2 separate regions of the Mus musculus genome follow, and region 1 is linked to region 2. The links are chromatin contacts, called in public HiChIP or PLAC-seq maps. All regions are on one chromosome and are shown on one strand. The core of a region is the stretch at or near the end of the contact, and the rest is flanking DNA. Distances in the headings are between cores, read along the strand shown. Region 1 has its middle 7.8 kb from the start of Gm35620. Region 2 overlaps Katnal1 (katanin p60 subunit A-like 1).

Region 1 (3,221 bases), core at 375-2,874, 420 kb before region 2:
CAGAAGATGGCTCATGTCAGTGACAATATCCTCTTTCTATATGCTGGCAGTCCCAGTCACATAGGAGAATTATAAAAGCAGACAAGGGACAAAGATGGAAGACCAGTGATTTAAGCAGCGGCTGATGCTGGAAATGCTTCTCACTCCTCCCAACCAGAACTAGGATGGCCACTTTAATAAATAAAAATATACAGAAACATTTGAATTTCAAATATGTGAATATCTATCTGTAAAATGCTAGGGACACATTTTAAATACAATCACTTTATTGCAATAAATTCACAAATGACAGCATCACTCAGCTAGATTAAGGTGCAGACACTAGCGTGTGCTCACCAAGGGCCACTGCTGTTGAGACTCAGGTCCTATTATCCGGTGTGCTTTGCCTCCTAACCACCAAGAGGGACAAGATCTCTGGAAACCCAAGTTGGCCTCTTTCCTTCATTGTGGAAAGTAGTCTAACTATAAAACATGGTGAGTCCGTAAACAGTAATGATCATTAGAGTCACAGAAACTAACCTTTGCCTTTTAGTCCACTGAGTCCAAAAGAAGATGTGCATCCAAGCTCCAGACCATTGTTTTACTGTGAAACATAAGATCTCATTCACAATAGGATTTACAAAATGGAGCCCAGGCGGCCTTTCTGCTTCCACCTTTGAAGGAAGTCTACGTGTTTTTTCCAAGATCCCTTAAAAAGCACTGGCCATGGGTAGTTCCTGTCACTCTGAAGAAGCTGATGGAAAGCAGTCTGTTGTCTGCTCAGAAGCCTGTTCAGTTTGGGCTTAGACATGTGGTTCTCACATGCTATGAATGAGAATGGATCTCACATGCTCACATAGCTGCATGCTTAAACCTCAGTTGGTGGAACTGTTTGGGAAGGATCAGGAGGTGTGGTCTTGTGGAAGGAGGTGTGTCACTAGGGGATTGGCTTTGAGGTTTCAGGAGCCACCCCCCTTCTCTGCCTCCTGTCTTGGATTAAGTTATAAAGCTCTCAGCTACTGGTCCAGCAACATGCCTCCCTGACTGCCTGCCACCATGATTCCTGCATGAGATTGGATGGAACCTCTGGGGACTCTAAGTGAGTCCCCAGCTAAGAGTTGCTGAGGTCACAGCAGCAGAACTAAGTCAAGGTTTTGCTTTATCTTCTTTTCTATTCCCTGTTTGTTTGCCTTGGCTTGGCTTTGAGACAGGTTCTCACAGCTCAGGCTAGCCTAAAGCTCACAATGTAGCTCAGGCTTGACCCCATGATCCTTCTCCTCTGGGGTTACAGGTATTGCCCCTGGACTCACAGATGTGTCTACCTTTGAACAGGCACTATTGTCCTCTCCTTTTAAATCCAAGCTATCTTGGTTTGTTTTCTTGAAGGTTCCAGGAACCATGGAGGGAAAAATGAAAGGAATTCTGTCTCACCCTCCCCTTCTATGTGAATCATATCGCAAGCTAACATTAGAATCTTCACAGAGCAAAAACTAGCAAAAGGGCTAAGCTGTTACATCCATTTTCCAGAGGCAGAAGACAGTGTGATTTGTCACCCATCCCAACCCTGGCTGGCATGTGCTGTCTCCCGTGCATAGAGGCTAACATCTGGATTCAAACAGCTGGATTCAAACATCACTCATGACAGAGCCGCTGTTGCTCACTTGCTTCTCACACGGGTCGCTCTCCCTCCACTCCTGCTGCCGTCCTTATTATTGTGTCTGTGTCGCTATGGTGCACAAATTCCAGCCCTGTTTCTCAAAACGTGGTCCCCCATGGTAACTAAATATGGAGGCAGTGAACCTTTCGGCAATGGTAAAAGGTTTCTGAACACCAGAAATTAATTCGAAATCAAACGTGATAAATCACAGGCGTTTCCAACAGCCTGAGCCTCTGTGGGTTCTAGAAACTTCACTGCACTTTCATCCTGAACACACAGCATGAGCACCTCGCAACATGCATGCCATCGTGACGTCACACATGTCAATGGGCCTGCCCCAAACACCTCAGCTCAAGACTATTGGATATTATGGATCTTTATATTTTTGTTGTACACAGGATGCTTTCTAGCCTTACAGACACTTGACAGTTTAACTACAGAAAGCAAAGACTTTAGCCTTTTCCTCTGTCATTCCTCTGTGTGTAAATATAAAATTAGCATATCCTTGGATGGTGTCGAGTTGGAATTTTAAAATTGCCGTTTGAGTTGCTGGCTTGAGTCTCATAAATGACTGTGAATGAATCTTGGCTTGAGGTGAGGACAGCATTTCCAACAATGTCAGCAATGGCCCTAAACACATATCTGCCATTTTGGACCGCATATTTGTGCAGAATGTCATCCTCGGCATTACCAATCACAAAAATCAAAATGTTGAAGATGCTCCCACGCCCTGCAGCCCCAAACGCTCCGCCAAGATTTCACTCTCTAGGTCAAAATAAAGAAGCGCGCCCATCTCATTATCGCGTGGATTTACTTTGTCTTTAACGATTTGTAAAATTATACATCTACCAAAGAATTCTTTTCAAGATAAGTTTCACTGTGAAGTATCCATAAATGTTTGTTGTGTATACACATTTATATTACCTGTGTGCCAAGAATCACATAAAAATTTCTTGAGCAAAAAGAGTGGAAAAAGAGTGATACAGAGCAAATGCACTTGATGTTTTAAAAACCAGGAAACTGTCAGATGTGACGGCGCACACCTGTACCTCCAGCCCTGAGAAAGGATTTGGAGGTTAGGGTTGGGGGTTGGGGAACAAAGAAGGAGGGCAAACTCCAGACTAGTCTAGTGAGACCTTGCCCTGCGGCGAAAAGAGGGTGCCTATTGCTGTCTAAATGAGAAGCCTCTTTTGGCTGTGATCTGCAGGTGTGAAACACGGGTGTTCCAAGGATGTTGAAGAAGGCACAAAAGTATGCAAAAGAATCATGGGGCTGTGCCAGGCAGGCGCTGAAGACTGGCCCGCAGGGCATGCTGGGAACTTGCTTGCCACAGAGAAGACTTTGCTTAGACGCTCAGTTGTGAGACGCTCTGTTCCTTCTGCAAGGAACAGAAACGAAAACCAACCTGGTGATATCTCTCCATCTCTTCCCATTCGTTAGCCCGGAGTGTGGCTTCCCAGAGAAGTAACCAGATAAAATAGGAATGCATTTGAAATGTCGAGGCTTTTGGGAAAACAGCTTCCGCAGGAATTTCTCCCTGCGAAACCAGAGAAGCGTCTCAGCTCTGGACACCCGAACTTCGGGG
Region 2 (3,039 bases), core at 443-2,942:
TTGCTTTAGGGAAAAGAAAAGTGTCTATCAGCCTTCACACTGTCAAATGGTTGCTAATTCTGACCTTAGTGCTTCGTGCGCAAATCTAAGGAAAGAGTTCTGAGGTCACTCTGTGATGTTCCAGTCTAGTGTTCTGTAGAAGACCCCATGTCCCAGATGTCAGCTTCATTGCTTGAAAGCTGTCTGTTTATTAAAGTAGTGCAGCTAATGGACTACTTCTGCTCAGGCACACGGCGTATGTATCAGCTCTCCCCGCCCTATTTTATGTTTGTGATAATGACACTACTCGCCCACTTTCACGGTGATTCTGCTGTAGCCTCAGAGTTCTCCCTTCACCATCTTGCTTTGACTGGCCAGGTCGTTCAGAGGCTCGCACCGACTTCTCTGTGCAGGAAAGGGTTTTACTTGTTAGATTCCTCCTCCTTCCCATCATCCTTTCCAGCAGTAGCCACCAGGGTTGTCTGAAGTGCAGGTCAGATCGGATGCTGCCCGTTTCTCCATCCTGTCCTCAGTCACGTCAACAGCTCGGCTTTCCCACGGGGGGCTGGATAGGTGCTTAGAGAGGGCCACAGTGCATCCTCACCCTGCCTGGAAACCGTGCTAGCAATCCGATGAGCTGTCTGATACCTGCTCACATCTGCCTTTGGACAGTCCCACGATTCCCATTTCTTTGAGTCAGAGATGGGGCTTTTCCTTCCTCTTGGTGTGTATCGAGCCAGCCTCGCCTCCCTGTTCTGAGGGCATTTGTGTGAAAGTGAGATTTGAACTTCACTTTCCATGTGGCAAATCTGAAATCACAAAGTCGGCCCCTGTTGATGCTCTCACTACCTCGTTTCGAGCATACTGGAGAATGGTCATAGTGTTCCCAGGGTTTGACTTGCGAGTGACTCATAGCCATGGCCTAGCCACGTCGTAAAATGTGATCCGAGACAGAACTTGTTTTAAGTTGGTTGGTATTGTTTGTTGTGTTGTTATGCTAGGAGCTTGTTTTAATAGAGTCAGTTTTAATACCTGCCACTTTTGCTACAAGGATATTACTAAGCACTTGACCTAGCCCTAGCACTAGTCTGCCCAAGTGAGCAGGTCCTCAAGATGAGGTCACCAACACACTGTTTGGCCATTTGCTCGGAGGCTCAGATGATCAGGACATTTGCCACAGGAGCCATTTGGTTCTCTTCTGGTACTGACTGCTTCTTTGTTTACCTCAGAAGTGAAACTGGAGAAGTCTATCATGGTCTGTTGTCTCCTCACTGGACCCCTTGCCCTTCATTTTTCTATCAGACAGAAAGGGGCTGATGCTCTTGAAGGGGTGTGGCTCTACACATTAAAGCTGATCTTGTGGTTGGAATCCCTGAGAAATCAGAGCATCGTCACATTCACCACCTCAGCACTGCAGGACGCTTGCAGAGTCCTGCAGCTCATAGAATAGGAGCCTAGAATTTTTTTTTTCTTAAAGCCACAATATTAGCAAAAGGACTTAGGACAGACTAAACTTTTCTTTAGCTCTTGATTCTGTGGTTGAAAAGGGTCCTCTAAGCAGTGGGTCTGAAAGGTCCTGAGCAGAAGGAGGCGGGAGAGCTGGGGTGGGGGTTGGGGCTGGATGTTATGACTGCACTTGCTTGGGGCCATGCTGAGTAACTCTGTGATAGGGCCCCAAGAGCTGTCCTGAAGGAGACCATTGAGTCCTGTGTGGTGACTCAGTAGCTGGGGAAAGCTTGTAAGTGCAGGAAAGTCCCAGGTCCATCTCGCCTGTAGCCTTTGTACTGGCTGCTTTGGGGGATCTGTCAGCTTGGCCATTCACTGTGCTCTTTAAGCAGCTCAGTCAGCTGTGAAACTGGAGAACCGAGGAAAGGGGCTGCTTGAGGAGGCAGGAAGGCCTGAGCTACATGTTCTGTCCCAACGTTTACTGGTAAATGGAGCCGGACTTAGCATTTACATTTAATTTTAGTCAAAAGGCTGAGAAGTACCAGGCGTGGTGGCGCATGCGGCAGAAGCAGGTGGGCCTCTCTGAGTTTGAGGCCAGCCTGGTGTGCAAAGCGAGTCTAGGACAGCCAGGGCTCTGTAGCAGAAAAGCAGAGAAGCCCTTAGTTAGTTGGCTTTCCCTGTTTTCCTTATCCACAAAGAAAGGAAAAGCAGTCGCAGGGTTGGGTGTTACATTAAATGAGCACCGTGTGAGCTGTTCTGTCATAAGGCCAGGCAGTGCTCAGTACCTGACGTTCGCCTTGCACATCAGCAGTCTGTTCTCTAGCAGAGGTGCAGATGCTTTGCATCCAGGGAGTCAGAGGCAGGCTAGTGAACTCTTACCTGGGACTGTCCGCCAAGGAGTGTAGCTGGGAGGAGGATTACAAAGCCTGTCCAGTTGAGACAGGTCTGCTGAGTTAAATAGGGTGGGATGGCATCTAGGCAATCAGAAGATAGCATTTTAAATAGCAAGAAAATAGTCTTTTAAAGCGGTTCCTCTGGACAGGAATGTAGCTCAGGACTAAGGTGCTTGCCCAGCATACACATACAGGCTCTGGGTTTCATCCCAGCCCCATAGACATGTGGACCCACATGCACACATTCGTATATATACACGCACACATGCACATGGGCACACATTATATATCGAAAGCTTGATGATATCAGTTATGATATGTTATGTTGTCACTGGCCATAACTTCTCTTACTCACACCTCCAGGCAAGGAAAAATGTGCAAGATGGTGCAAGTGACAGCGAGATTCCCAAGTTTGATGGCGCCGGGTATGATAAGGATCTGGTGGAAGCCCTGGAGAGGGACATTGTGTCCAGGAACCCTAGCATTCACTGGTGAGTGAGCGTCTTGAGTTGTGGTAGAGAAGGAAACTCATCCTAAGGGTGGGTTGCTGTGGGTCTCCTCTCCTCCCTGGTCTCCTGATGACGCCTTTGTCTGTAATACCCATCCTGTCAGCGTCCAACCAAGGATGCTTTCTATGTTAACTTGCTGTCGACACACTGATAGAGTTTGCTCGCTGCATAATGTGTTCTAATTAATAACTCCAGGATGTTCTCGCTGATCA

Evidence for each region. HiChIP or PLAC-seq counts read pairs in DNA pulled down with a chosen protein or histone mark.
Region 1: a contact with region 2 is called in an H3K27ac HiChIP or PLAC-seq map of embryonic fibroblasts, with 5 times the contacts expected there. The contact joins two enhancer-like sites. A contact is called at or near these places in 4 of 484 Hi-C or Micro-C datasets (bone marrow-derived macrophages, cerebellum, cerebral cortex and 1 more) and 6 of 115 datasets of contacts at active chromatin or transcription factors (T-cell acute lymphoblastic leukemia, craniofacial prominence, embryonic fibroblasts and 3 more).

What each region holds. Positions count from the first base shown.
Region 1 is chr5:149,313,149-149,316,369 of GRCm38.p6, reverse strand. No RefSeq gene overlaps it. Among named protein-coding and RNA genes, the nearest start is that of Gm35620, 7.8 kb to the left of the region's middle. Within about 2 kb of position 1,624, at least 74 of the 459 cell types and tissues checked have an H3K27ac peak or open chromatin away from gene starts, as enhancers often do. A contact at or near this core is called in embryonic fibroblasts and kidney, where this site is marked.
Region 2 is chr5:148,893,919-148,896,957 of GRCm38.p6, reverse strand. It overlaps Katnal1 (katanin p60 subunit A-like 1), which reads left to right. Exons shown (of 11, transcript NM_153572.2): 5 at 2,682-2,809. Among named protein-coding and RNA genes, the nearest start is that of Katnal1, 33 kb to the left of the region's middle. Within about 2 kb of position 1,692, at least 53 of the 459 cell types and tissues checked have an H3K27ac peak or open chromatin away from gene starts, as enhancers often do. A contact at or near this core is called in embryonic fibroblasts and kidney, where this site is marked.